2 separate regions of the Mus musculus genome follow, and region 2 is linked to region 1. Evidence: chromatin contacts called from public promoter capture Hi-C data. All regions are on one chromosome and are shown on one strand. The core of a region is the stretch at or near the end of the contact, and the rest is flanking DNA. Distances in the headings are between cores, read along the strand shown.

Region 1 (7,730 bases), core at 2,311-4,810:
CTTGAATCATTCAGTTTGGGTTACTTCAGTCAAACTTATTAAACCAATGCAATCTCAAACTTCATTCTTTGTGATTATTACCAACAAATTTGCTCAGCAAGTGTAGGAAGATAGGAAATGAGCATAGAACAAAATTTTCTGAAGGATTCCCAGATAATTTTGTTGCTTCTATGCCTGGACTATATTGTGAGAACTGAAGGCCACAGTACCTTCACTTGTCTAGCTTGATTGGTTTAGAGGAGTGAAACTAAGGCTACTGACTGCTCAAGGCTGGTCCCCACAAGAACATCTCAGTTCAGACTGCTGCAATAAAGTGTCACGGACCATAGAAATGGATTCCATATGATTCAGGAGGCAGGAAGTCTGAGGGCAGGGTGACCCTCTAGTCAGTTCTGGTGAGTCTCTCTTGTGGGTTTTAGGTTGTTAACAGCCCACTGTATCCTTACATAGAAAGAGGATTGCAGAGCCCATTGGGGGCATCCTTTATACCAGCCTTACCCTCAGGAACTAAGTAGTTCCCCAAGCCCCATTTCCTATACTATCCCTTTTGGGTAAGAATTTGAACATAGGATATTTGGAGAGAGTGGAACAGATAGTCAGCCCACTGCAGGGGACAGACCTAGAGTCAGACACTACATTCTGTAGAAGTCCTTGCCAATGCCGATTGCTCATCTATTGAGGAATTGCACAAAACCACTGAGGGTTCCATCCATGAAGGGTGGTAATGTCACCCTGTGAGAAAGCCACACTAAGCCACAGACTGTGATGCAGACCATCATCTGGGCAGTGTGTGCACGTGTGTGTGTGTGTGTGTGTGTGTGTGTGTGTGTGTGTGTGTGACTCATAGCTCAACACACTGGAGGTGAAAGAACTCTGCATACTTGCACACTGGTTGAGAGACTGGTCCTGTGGCTTCTGGTAATGAGTAAGCAGTAAGTCAACTTTAACCTCAATTTGAGCCACTGCCAAGAGAGATCTGAGTCCATTTGACACTCTACCTGCTTTTTATTTAATGACCTGTTTGTACACAACTAGAAGACAATAGTTTTCTAGGAAAATGGCATATGAGAACTTAGATTGGACATTTGTCAAGGGTTCTGGTTTGTTGAATTAGGACCCTAATGTCCCTAATATAAGAGGTCCTTGGAAGGACTACTATGGTTTTGGAAACTGAATAGAACTCAGTGTGCCATTTCTGAATAATTGTTCTCATACAGAGACCAAGGTAAAGGCCTGTTGACTTCTTGGGAGGTCTTGGCCCTGAAGAAATTGGGATTCAACTTGAAGGGTATGTTTAGTTTGGGTTTGAAGAGGTATGTATTGAGGGCTTGGGCCCCAAATGTAGTGGTGTTCAGAAACAGGGTCTTTTGGAGGTGACTGGGTGACTCTAACTTCATCAATAGATTGACCATTAAGGGAGTCACAGCTTAATTGTCTATTGGGAATTAGTAGCAGCTAAAGGAATTGGGGCCTACTTGGAAGAAGGAGAACATTTAGGGGTTCCCTTAATTTTCCCGTCCCCTCCCTCTGTTTGCTTCCTGGCCACAATGAGGTGGATAGCCTCCTGTAGAACATGCTGTGATGTTTCAAGGATAGACCCCCAAAGTGACCGAGTCAACCATAGACTCAAACCTCAAAAGCCATAATCCAAAATAAGCCCTTCATCATTTAAGTTGATTCCTTTCAGGTATTTTATTATAGTAACGGAAAGCTGACCCAGAGAGAATGGGGTGGGGGCAGTGCTGCCTTTTGGATTGGGTCAAATAATGCATTGTGGGCAGGACTTTCTGAATTGTATCCTCTCTTGTGGACTATGACAGCAGATACTGAAGTAACTTGCTATAGTTATGAAGGCAATGATGCTGTAAAAGAAGCCCTGAGGGCAGGTTTGAATTGTTCTACAGAAACCATGCCCATCAAGATTAATCTAATAGTTCTGCCCAGGTATGTGATGAAAAGAAGGACACTGGGGATGACATAGTCTCTCTGTCCTCAATCAGGCTATGGCAGTCATCAAAGAGAAGATTGAGGAGAAGAGGGGAGTGTTCACAAGAAACTCAAGAAGAGCGAAGACCAGAGTGTGGATACTTCATTCCTCCTTAGAATAGGGAACAAAACACCCATGGAAGGAGTTACAGTGACAAAGTTTGGAGCTAAGATGAAAGGATGGACCATCCAGAGACTACCCTACCCAGGGATCCATCCCATAATCAGCCACCAAACCCAGACACTATTGCATATGCCAGCAAGATTTTGCAGAAAGGACCCTGATATAGCTGTCTCGAGTGAGGCTATGCCAGTGCCTGGCAAATACAGAAGTGGATGCTCACAGTCATTTATAGGATAGAACACAGGGCTTCCAAAGAAGGAGCTAGAGAAAGTACCCAAGGAGATGAAGGGGTCTGCAACCCTATAGGTGGAACAACAATATGAACTAACTAGTACCCCCAGAGCTCGTGTCTCTAGCTGCATAGTAGCAGAAGTTGGCCTAGTCGGCCATCATTAAGAAGAGAGGCCCCTTGGTCTTGCAAACTTTATATGCCCCAGTACAGGGGAATGCCAGGGCCAAGAAGTGGGAGTGGGTGGGTAGGGGAACAGGGAGCGGGGAAGGTATAAGGAACTTTCAGAATAGCATTTGAAATGTAAATAAAGAAAATATCTAATTAAAAAAAGAGGGAAGTGTTCAGTGTTCAGATGGAGCCCAAAGTGGTCACAGATACAGATGAGACTGAACGTGCAAGGCAGCTGGAACGGCTTGAAAGAGAAGATGCAGAAGTGGATGGAGATGACGATGCAGAAGAAATGGAAGCCAAAGCTGAAGATGACATTTTGGAAAACAGTCCAATTTACAGAGTACGAGGCAGCCCTTCCTGGCTGCAAACCCTAGACTTGAAAGTTTTCCAGTATTGGAAACTTGAAAGCTGAATATTTTTATTTCCAAGTATTTAAGTATTCAACAAGCCAGAATCTAAATGCCCTCCTTCATGTCAGCTGTTTTCACATAGTGGCTCTAACACCTCAAGTATTTTTCTAAGGGAGTGGCTTGATTTGACCAGAGACAAATCTTCAACAGCAGTCCTAATATTGGGCTTACAGTTTCCATTGCTCATGTCTCTGGAATGGCACCCTTATGGTTCAGAGATTTACCAGAGGCTCCAAACACAAACAATCAATCACAATCTTTCTATATAAAATGTATTCAAGCGAACATCAAATAAATTTCTGGGATATTTAAAAAAATTGCATAATTGTATTTGCTCTTTATTGAAAACTGTATGAACATTTTATTTTCCACAACTACTCTTTTTATCACACTCTAAAAGAAGCTAAGATAATCAGTCGATTTGGAGAAAATTTAAACAGTTAAAGAATTAACTCTTTTCTATGTGGTGGACCAATGTCAAAACTGGGACACACTGGCTGCTCCTCAGATAGCTTGCTACAGCAAGCTATGGCTGAGCGGCAAGCTGAGTTTACCCAGCTCTGGGCTGCCGCTGGGCTCCCCTGTACCCGCCCAGAAAAACTTGCGCACGCGCCTTAGCGTCCTACTGCTGTTTGTTAGTTTCCATGGCTACGAAGCCCCTCAGGGTAGGAAAGTAGGAAAATGAAGCTTAAGAGCCTCTTGCTTCGCTATTACCCACCAGGTACGGGGTTCCCACGAGTGGGCCCTGGCTTCCCTTTCTGGGATGGTCTGGGACGAAGGAGGGGGCGGGGACTCGAGGAAGGGCTCTGAGTAGCCGGGTCTCAGTGACCAATTGGGACAGGTAGTTAGAGCTCCCCAGTCTGGGTCACCCACCTTTTCATACGCTGCCGACCACTGTTCCTTAAAGTCCTTTATGTGACTCTTTGAGAAAGTCTTTAAACTTTTAAATGCTTTCTAGTAAATTATGAGTCTGAGGAGGGAGGGGCCGAGGGGTAGTGAACAGTGACACCCTGGGACAGTGTTTTCTGGAACAACAGAGATGAATCTACTGTTATTTTAAAGTCTTAATGATCAAGTTAAAGCGAAGGACACATGAAAAGAAAAACTCATACTCCACTGAGCGCGCCACCTTTGTCACACTCTCCAGTTTGCTGCAGTAGGAAATCAGTTTATGATATGAACGTCCAAGGTAACCTGCTTTGTGCGCCTCGCCATGTGCCTTTAAAGAAGGCCAGAATCCTTGATTCCAACGTGGTGATTGTGAATAAGCCCACGAAATGCTGCTGTTTTAGAGTAGGGTATGCTTTTCTGGTGGTCATAAGTTATGTGTTGGGGAGGGGGGTGGGGTTTGCTCACCATGAGAGAATAACTGAAATACAACTTGTTGAGGACAAAATAGGAGGAGAACTCTCAGCTTCTCGAAACTCAAATTAAAAATAAAAGGGTCAGGGGTGGGGTGGGGAGGGCCGCAGTGAGGAAAGTTATTTTCTGACCTCTGCACACATGTTCTGTGGCTCTCATGTGTGCGTGTGCACATACACATAACATAAATGAATAAATGTAATTGACAACAAAGCCCTTAAAACTTGGCTCAGGGTAACGGCTGACTACAACGGCTCAATGAAACATTTGGGTAAAGAAACTGCAGAGATTTCAGAGTAGAGTAAGTGAATTCACTTTGTCCTGGTTTCAGCATGACAGTTTTAAGGGTGTGAACTTGAGGAATCTCAGGGCACGTGTCTCGTTTGCCTCAGCAAAGCAGCCAACATTTTTTAGCCAAAATGTCTAATAGTCAAGGCTGTTATTTCTTTCTTTGAGGCCATCCTGATTTTGTTCCTTTTGTGCTTTGTCCCCTGTCAGCAGGTCATAGGTTCAGCATTTTGTATTTATTTTCTTCAGAAGCTACACAGACAATCCTTTACTCGCCCTGACACCACTTACTGCTCCTCTCTGCTCAGTCTTTTCCATCTATCAATAAATTATATCAGCTCTACTTCCAAAACATTTGGTGAATCTCTCGGTTCAGCCCTCTTTCCCCTCCCAGTTCGACTCAGCATCCTTTCCGTTTGCTGACACACTCCAGCCCAGTCCGTCTCTTGTTGGGAAACTTCAGGGTCTGCTCAAGTGCTTTCTTGGCTTTGAGTCTCATCTACCGTTTGCCAGTAGAATCTGAACCCAACACCTCCAACAATCGCCTAGTATGCTCCTGTTAGGCTTAGAATAAGATCTACAGTCTGAAAGAAATGGCCCAGGCTGCTCTGTCGACTTCTAGAACTTTACTCTCTGCCATCTCTATAGTTTAGGTCTCTGACCTATTTTTCTAAAACTTACAAGAAGGCCTGTCATGCACTGTCTCCCTTCTGGACAGAGCTTCCCCTAAACCTCACAATGCCTAGCTTCTCTTTACTTTGTTTCAGCCAATGTAACTGACCCAGAGAAACCTACCTTTTCCACATCTCTTACTGACTTCCTGTATAGCATTTTTTTTTTTTTGCTTTTGTTATATTTATCATGACACTGTGATGGTTAGGTTTTTTTTTTTTTCCTCCCTTAACTGGACACAGCTAGAGTCATCTGGTAAGAGGGCATTTCAATTAATAATTGTCCCCCCACACCAGATTGGCCTATAAGCAATTCCATGGTCTTTTTCTTAATTAATGATTGATATGGGAGGACCTAGGCCATTATGGCTGGTGCTAACCCTGGGCAGTTGCTTGGACTGTATAAAAAAGCAGGCTGAGCAAGCCATGCGAAGCAAGCCGGTCAGCAGTGTTCTGCCCTGACTCCTGTCTCTGCTCCTGCTTGAGCTCCTGCCTGGACTCTCTGCACTGACAGACGGTTATAGGGGTGCATAAGCCAGAGAAATCCAACCCCCTCTCCCTCCAAAGTTGCTTCTAGTGATGGTGTTTGTCTAGGAGAGAGTCTGATAAATGATCACCTCACTTCCATCCCTCAGCTGTGGAGCTCAGGCTAGGAATGTAGTCTCTGAAGCCTGAGCAGCCAATTCCCAACACATTAGACATTTTCTTTGGGGTGAGTCGATTGGATACATCAAGTTGTCAGCCAACAGCACTTACCTCACACTTCTGCTGACCTTTCAGTTGCCACCTTTGTTGTCCCTTCCCTTCAGTGCAAGGCTGCTTTGAACTTCGCCAGGTCCTCTGACCTTCTCCTTTCTGTCTTTAGCTCCTTTCCTCTTTTCACTGTTACCGTGCTCTGGAGTCTGTACATTTTAGGATTCCCCACTGACCTCCATGTTTCTGAATCCACTCGTTATGTCTCAGGTTGGGGGACACAGAGGTCCTTGTACTCGAAGAGAAGCACCGAGAGATCCAGAAGTGTTAATCACACCGGGCTGTCTCCTCAGTGGAAGAGATAAAGTCAAATACCTGAACTCCATCCAGAAACCCGAAAGTGGATTTTGTTAACAACTTGGTGGCCTCTTTGCTATCTGTGGAAGCAAACCTCACTCAGAATCCCCTAAATGGTTATTTCAGACTCTCTGCTCCGAAGACCATTACTCATCTTTAGGGGAGACGTCTGTCACTCGCACTTTATGGCCTGCTGACTTCTGTGCTGTTGGTCAGAGACCACACTAGAGTCTAGGCTTTTCAGCTATAGACCTCACCCCCACGGCCACTTACATTTTGTAAGAGTTTTGACACACTCACACCTTAAGCTTTATTGTGCATCTGGAACTGGACTGATTGGTTTGACTGTTGCCTGGAAGTTGTGCTGTGTTTCAAATATGCTGACAACGAGCTGGCACCAGACTCCCCAAGGTCTGATCCAGGTTGATGAAGTCAGCCTGCACAGGGGTTTTCATTCTTTCCTCTTTGTGTGATTCACTTTCCTGTCTGGCGCCCACACGGAGCCCCTCAATCACAGTCATGAGCAGCAGACAGCGGGATGAACATGGCTACTCTTTGGTTTCTAAGATGAGCACTCTGCCACCCTTTCACTTCACTGTTACTCCTTGCTCTGTCCCATTGCCTCCTCTCTCTTAGTTTGGAATGTTCCAGACCTCTGACTTCTAACTTCTCTTACCCATTCACATTCATTTGCTGGACATCTTCACCTATTCTCAAGGCTGAGAAAGCACCCTGAGTGGTCCAGCGCACCTAGCTATCTATCTGACATCTTCATAGGCACGTCCAGTGTAAACATGGGGTAAGTTCCTCATGGTCTCTCCCACCTCAGCTGCAGCTTTGGATCTATACTAGCTCAGGACAAAGACTGGGACTCATTCCTATTTGTCCCCCACCCCACCCTATCATATCTTGTTTGATGAGTAATTCTGTCAGTTTATTTTTTTCTCTCTCTCTCTCTCCATCCATCCATCCATCCATCCATCCATCCATCCATCCATCCATCCATGCATCCATCCATCCATCCATCCATCCATCCATCCATCCATCCATCCATCCATCCATGCATCCATGCATCTATCCATCCCTGTCTCTGTCCCTGTCTTTCTCTCAATATCCATCTGATTTAATATTATCCCAATATTACACCGGTATTAATAGATATCAGAAACCTCATTCATTACATCAGTTTCTCTATTACTATAGCTTCCACCTTGCCCCATGTCAGCAGAGCGACCTGGTGACTGCTGAAGTGTCCATCTGAACAATTTCTTCTGCTGCTCCAGCTCCTCTCACACTTTTGTTTATTTTTAATCTCAAAGGCAAAGGGCCATGCGGTCCAGGCTCCTGCAGGACCTCATCCTTCTGCCTCTCTAGCGACAGCACTCCATTCTGTGTGCCTTGGTCCAGCTGGGCGTGGTCCTACTCAAGCGTCCCTG
Region 2 (6,706 bases), core at 4,040-6,539, 360 kb before region 1:
GCAATCCTATTGAAACTGGTTGGGTCAGACACACATAAAGGCAAGGCATCAAAGTAAAAGGAGAGATAGTTGGAAGAGGAAAGATGAATGGGAGGAAGGAAAGAAACAGAAACGGGGCTGAGTATGATCGAACCACACTGTGCATGTGTATGGAAATATGAAACCCATTATTATGTACAATTAATATATGCTAATAGATATGTTAAAACACAATGAATTGTGTGAAAAGCCTAGAAGGACAGAAACTAGTATTAAACATGAGTTAAGAGCACATAAAAAATGTGCTGTTTCAAGGGAGGAGTAGGCTAGAGCAAAGAGTGTATTAGCTCAATGGTCCCACGGAACACAGGACAGGGCATTTGTGGGGCACAGCTGGGGCGTTTGTACGTTGGGTGTGTGTTGCTTTGCTGCTTTGCTTTGCTTTGTTTGAGACAGGGTCTCTCGTAGCCTAGGTAGGCTTTGAGCTTACTATTAGCAGAGGATATCCTTGAACTCCTGATCCTCCTGCCTCCATCTCGAGCTATGCATTTAAGCTGTGTGTCACATTTCTGCACTCTGGGGTGACTGTGCACTGGCACCAGAGGTAGGATGTAGTCCCTCTCCTGGAACCTGAAGGCATTTTACAGTCTTCCTGTTTGTCAACTTTCTTTTTCATTATGTTGATTTTTGTGAAACTTTCCTCATTCTTCCCATTACCCTGCCTCAACACCAGTCTCTCTCTCCTGAGCCTTGCCCTGCAGAGTATCTGATTGTCCTCTTAAGTCGGTATGGCTGGTTCTAGTTGAGGCAGATGCCTAACAGGCAGGCACAGTAAGCTCTCAACCACTGAGGTGGCCACATGTCTCAGTCCTCAGTACCCATCCTGACTCACTCTGGTAATCTCTACTGCCTCGTTCTGCCCTGCCTCGGCCATGTGTCAGCTCATTGATGCACAAGGGACCCAAAGTGCATCAGGAAAATGAACCCAGGCATTGCCATATTCTTCGGAGTAAGTGAACTTTCGACTGTTGTGTCAGCTGATTCCAAAGAAATGAGAAAAGGCCCTACCGCACACAGGATGGGGATGGAAGCTGGATGTGACGACTAGTCCTTGCTTGGGATCGTCGGAAAGCTGACAGTGAGGAAGACAGCTCTCTCAGCGTGCTTTGCATAATTGCTCCGTCTCAGTTTCTGCGAACAGTCCAAATCCTGTCAGACATGCATCTCTTCGCCTGTCAGCGCCCAGCCCCTTGCCAGGATTTCTCATTCTACCCATCAAGCATAATTTCCAGACTCCCTCTTCCCTGTCAGGAAGAGTTTAATTCTTCATTTTCTTCAGGCCTTCAAAGAATTTCTTACTTTAGAGGGAAGGGAGGGTAGTTATAATAGAAAAAAAAGTAAAGATTTCGGATTTATTTGGGGGACCTCGGGCTTCACACATTATTTGTAAGCATCCCTATCCCGGAACCTACCCTCTATTCTCTTTTTATCACTGATTTTTAAAAAATAGATATTTCCTTTTTAAAAAGATTTATTTTATGTAGACGAGTACACTGTAGCTGTCTTCAGACACACCAGAAGAGAGCATCAGACCTCATTACAGATGGTTGTGAGCCACCATGTGATTGCTGGGATTTGAACTCAGGACTGCTCTGGAAGAACAGTCGGTGCTCTCAACCCCTGAGCCATCCCTCCAGCCCTTACTCATTTATTTTGAGAAGAGGTCTCACTTACTCACCCAGACTGGCCTCACTACCAAATAAGCAGGCCTTAAACTTGTCATCCTCTTGTCCTGGCCTCCTCAGTAGCTGTGGTTACAGACCTCAAACACTAAAATCATTCTTCATGTATCCTATGAGTAGCTGTTCTGGTTGTTTGGGTTTTGGGTTTTGGGGTTTTTTGTCCTTGTGCACTTATGTGTGATGGTGGTGGTGGTGATGGTGTGTATGTGTGATATATGTAGGTATGTATGTGTACAGGTATATGTGTATGTGGCTGTATGTTCACCTATGTACCAGTATATGTGCCTGAGCTTGCATGTACTAAGACCAGTGGAAAATTTTGAGTGTCCTATTCTATTACATTCTATCTTACTCCCTTGATGCAGGGTCTCTCACTGAGCCTGGGGCTAGGTCACGTGACTAGTAAGCCCATGGGTCCTCGCATCTTCCGCCCACCTTCTCCACAGTGCAGGATTACAGCAGGCAGCTACGTTCAGCTTTTCTCATAGGTTCTGGGGACTCGAACTTAGGTCTTCATACTTGTGCTGCAAGTGCTCTCAGTTGCTGAGTCATCTCCTCAGGCTTCTATACACTGCTCTCAGCTGCTGAGTCATCTCCTCAGCCTTCTATACACTTCTAATGTCCCTTATTTGTGAGTAGATCACACACTTCCTACAAATGTCAAAGACTTCAAACTGAGCTGGAGTGATGGCTCAGTGGTTAAGGTCCAGTACCGCTTCTCCAAAGGACCTGGGTTTGGTTCCCAGCATCACTGCCTGTAACTCCAGCTCCAGGGGATCTAATGGCATCTTCTGGCCTCTGCGAACCCCCAAACACATATATCATACACTCACATTCATACAAACACATACATAAAAATCCACCAGGGTGGAAAGGTGGCTCAGTGGTTAAGTTTACACTGTTCTTTCAGAGGACCTGAGTTCAGTTCCCAGCACCTACATGAGGCAGCTCACAACTGCCTGTAAACTTGTTTTCGCATAGGTTTAAATGTACAGTGAAGATGCTCTGTTGTCCCTTTTCATCAGTCACCTGATTTCTACCAAAGGTGTCAACCATGCATAGCTAGGTCTCAAGTCCTTTTTAAAGATTGTCTCTAAATAAGTTAGGGAACAATGTTAAGTGAGCGTTCCACCCTCGAACTCAACAGTCAGCTCAGACTGGCCTTGAACTCACAATTCTCCCAGTGCCAGGATTACAGAGATGTCTGCGTCTTTGAGACCATCTTCCTGTTTAAATCCAAATGAATTCTTAAAAGCAATATATCAAATATACATCAGTTTGTACGAAGTGTATTAGCTTGTTAGGCCCAACGAAAGGAAAGCCCTGGTTCTGTAGGGATTTGCTGAAGATCAGTCTGACTAAGAGAACCATGTTTGCACTGTGATTCGGTTCTCTAGAGTCTGATACAGCATATTTCTTGTCCCTTACTGTCTAGTTCCTCTTCCATGAATCATATCAATTAGTCACTAGTCCTTTCCCTTTCACACTGAGAAGGGCCTCAGTCCTGAAAATGAGAGGACAGAGACCTTTGTATGCAAGATTTTTGCTTATGAAGACTCAAAAAAAAAAAAAAGTTGAAGATGCAACTGGACATATAGCACAATACAGTCAAGGACACATTGGGCAATCAAGACATTGGCTGGATCTAGGAAGACAACACATGTGTTCTGTTCCTGCAGCTAGGAGCTGACTGGACCCACAACAGCTTGTGAGATTTCCTAGATGTTTTTACAAAGAAAGGTATGGTGTAAAGCTGAGGCAGGAGGCGCTAGAGTTTAAGGCTAGTCTATACTACATAATGAACATATCAAATAAATGAGTAAGTAAATAAAAGTTCACCAAACAATGCAAAGTTTCTGCATTGAAAAATTGCTTTGATTAGTTTTACTAGCTTAGTGGAAACTAGACTGTGCAAATCTGACACCCTTGGGTGTCTGAGAGAAGAGTCTCATTCCTTTGGTAAGGGACCTGCCTTGGTTCATGAATAACAGTGTGTAATTTCTCATCTTGGCTTACAGAATGGGATCCACTCTTGTGTGCATGTCCCCTGCTGTGCTGGCAGCAGCTAACTGTTAACTTGGGGTCTAATGAACAATTAAAAGCTTTGAAAAAAAAAAAAAACAACTAACAACAACAAAACCAACTCAGCTTCCTAAATCTTAGTATGACACCCTCACTAATTTTTCAACTGCGTTTCACAGTTGAGCCATTTGTCTGAACACTTTATTTATAGGTTGACAATTCTTGGTAGCCTCAGGCAGCTTAGAGTGTCTTTTGTAACAGCAGGGACCCACCTCCTCCTTCAGCAAGCTGTTCTACTTGGAGGGCTTGTGGGAAGGGATGGGGAGCCCGTGTGTTTGGGCTTATGGACTCTGCAGGCTGTCTGGATTCTCTGTGGGAGACCGGTGCCTCTTGCCTGCTCCTTCCTTCCCATGAGGGGGTACATGAGCTTGCTAGGCAGATACTATTGAGCCCAAGGTATCGTGTTTAGAATTTTGCTGGGCAGGTATTATTGAGTCTGAAGATACTGCCTTTAGAGTTTTCCTGAAGTCCAGCCTATGAGGGCAAGAACTCCAAGCAACCACTCCTGATATTTACAGAGAAGACACAGTACAGAAAGGAAGGAGCTGTCGCTGGGACACAGATCGGTCCGTTACCCTATCTGCGTAGTTCCTTGGCCTGTGGGCACAGGTCTGCCATGCAGTGTCTGTGTGATCCTTGAAGTTTCCACATATGCTCGTTTGCTTCTGGTTATTCCAAGTTGGTTGTCTTTTGATCAGTTCTCCCACCCCTATAGGCAGGCCAAGTAAAAACCAATTCAATGACTCCTCTCTCAAGCCCATCGGAGAGAATGGGGATTTCCTAGAGTTTCATTTTTTTCCTATTGCTTCCCAGACACTGCAGGTCCTACTTCCTGTTGTCTTCTATAGAAGCTTCCCTCACCCCCATAGCTCAACAGTCATGTGACCTGCCCTTTCTCTCAATGCTCTCACCTGGATTAGTTTATCTTTTTTTAAAAGATCTATTTGTTTATTTATTTATTTGTTTGTTTATTTAATGTATATGGGTACACTGTAGCTGTACCGATGGTTGTGAGCCATCATGTGATTGCTAGGAATGAAGGTTGCTCGCTCCGGTCTGTCCCACTCACCCTGGTCAGAAGATTTATTTATTATTATATCTAAGTACACTGTAGCTGTCTTCAGATGCACCAGAAGAGGGCGTCAGATCTCATTACTGATGGTTGTGAGCCACCATGTGGTTGCTGGGATTTGAACTCAGGACCTCAGGAAGAGCAGTCAGTGCTCTTAACCACTGAGCCACCTTGCCAGCTCCTGGATTAATTTATCTTTACCATCTTTTATATGTGTCACTAACTACCCAACCCAGACTATGAATGGTCTGAGCTCCCTGAGCATAGAGATATCCGATTACTAAAACATGACCTCACTTGCAGGTATTAAAAATATTTATTAAAAGCTTAGGAAACCTCTACCTATGTGAGGCCCAGTGTCCACAACAACACTCTAGGTGGGGTTCATGACTCATCAAATAACTATGCTTTAGACTTACAGTTTTGTCAACTGATGACAGTTATGGGGAAATGGAAACTTGAGAAGCAGCTGAACTTTGAGAGGAGGCCGCCTTGACATTTGTAAGTAACCAGAGCCCAGTTCAAAGTGCTCAGAACTGAACTGAAGCAATGCATAGTCTCCTGGAGGGTCCAATTAACCAAGGGTCTTCCATTTAGTACACATTTGTTGGAATCCTCCTGCGTAGCAGAATCCATGGTGTGCTCAGGTGAAAAAAAAAATGTACAGGAGACACTCACCCCAGATGTGGGAAGCACTGTCTTATAGACTGAGACCCTAGACCAGATGCTGAAACAGAAAGCAATCTGAGAGTCAGGGACCATCTCTCTACTTCCTGACTGTAGATGAGGTGTGACCTGCCTCGCATTCCGCAGCTGTGACTTCCCTGCTGGGATAGACGGGCCCTCAAACCTCGAGCCAGAATAAACCCTTCCTTCCTTAAGGTGCTATTTTAGGTTTTTGTTTTGTTTTAATTCAAAACAATGAGAACATGGTATGTTTAGAGAGTCCTTTATAAGAGAATCCCCTAGTCTGTGGGCAGAAACAGGAAAGAGCAGTTTACCTTAGGAGATTTTAGTAGCCAAGGAAACAGTAAACCGCCAGGACTCGAAATAGGAATTTCAGAAAGTACTCAGTCCAGGAAGATGTCTCAACCAGGAGCTCATGGGAGGAACCGTGTGTTCAGCAGGCATGAGTGTCAAGACCCGAGCCAGAGGTGAGATAGCGTTAGGAAGAATTATCTGCCAAGCCTGAAGAAGCCCAGCACTGTCTGACTCAGAAGAGCCGGTGCCAGCAACAAGGAGAGGGAAGGAGCAAGCAGAGACAGGCGAAGCAAAGGAAGAAACGTTGCCACATGGCCACGACGCAGCCCAGGGAGGAAATGCTCGTGCAGGAGGAAGTCTCCTGTGCAAACTCGAGATGTGGTGGCCTACAGCTGGAATCCCAGCGTATGGCTTGGGAAGACCGATGGGAGGGTGCAGAGGTGAGAGGAATGTTTAAGCTCAGAAGTTTGAGACCAGCCTACAGCATAGTGAAACTCCATCTGTATAGGAAACCAAAGCCAACAGTCAGGCTCCAAAGATACGGCTCAGTGGTGAAGAGTGTGTACTGGTCTTCAAAGGTCTCGGCTTCAACTCTGAGCATCCGCAACAGATGCACCCAATGCTTGTAACTCAGATGCACAAACTGCCTGTAACTCCAGCCTTAAGGGTATTACCTTCTTCTGGTCTCCACAAAGTGCTCTCTCCCATGTACGCATCCACCACTCCCGCCATATGTATATACAAATACATTAAAATAAATCTGAAAAAAAAATCAGGTGTGAGCAAGGTAAACGGGGGTGGGAAGGAGGGGAAGGGAGGTTGTTGGCCTGCAGTCCATACCCCAGGGCCT

The links. Promoter capture Hi-C pulls out the DNA fragments that hold promoters and counts their contacts.
Region 2: a contact with region 1 is called in a promoter capture Hi-C map of trophoblast stem cells, with 5 times the contacts expected there. The contact joins the enhancer-like site here to the promoter of Daw1 in region 1. A contact is called at or near these places in 9 of 39 promoter capture datasets (the 3T3-L1 cell line, 3T3-L1-derived adipocytes, embryonic stem cells and 4 more), 6 of 484 Hi-C or Micro-C datasets (the AML12 cell line, the C2C12 cell line, embryonic stem cells and 1 more) and 1 of 115 datasets of contacts at active chromatin or transcription factors (pancreatic cancer cells).

What each region holds. Positions count from the first base shown.
Region 1 is chr1:83,156,195-83,163,924 of GRCm38.p6, forward strand. Daw1 (dynein assembly factor with WDR repeat domains 1) reads left to right here and starts at 3,561. Exons shown (of 13, transcript NM_001372244.1): 1 at 3,561-3,644. The coding sequence starts at 3,605.
Region 2 is chr1:82,790,147-82,796,852 of GRCm38.p6, forward strand. No RefSeq gene overlaps it. Among named protein-coding and RNA genes, the nearest start is that of Gm34286, 16 kb to the right of the region's middle. Within about 2 kb of position 5,290, at least 121 of the 459 cell types and tissues checked have an H3K27ac peak or open chromatin away from gene starts, as enhancers often do. A contact at or near this core is called in the C2C12 cell line, pancreatic cancer cells and trophoblast stem cells, where this site is marked.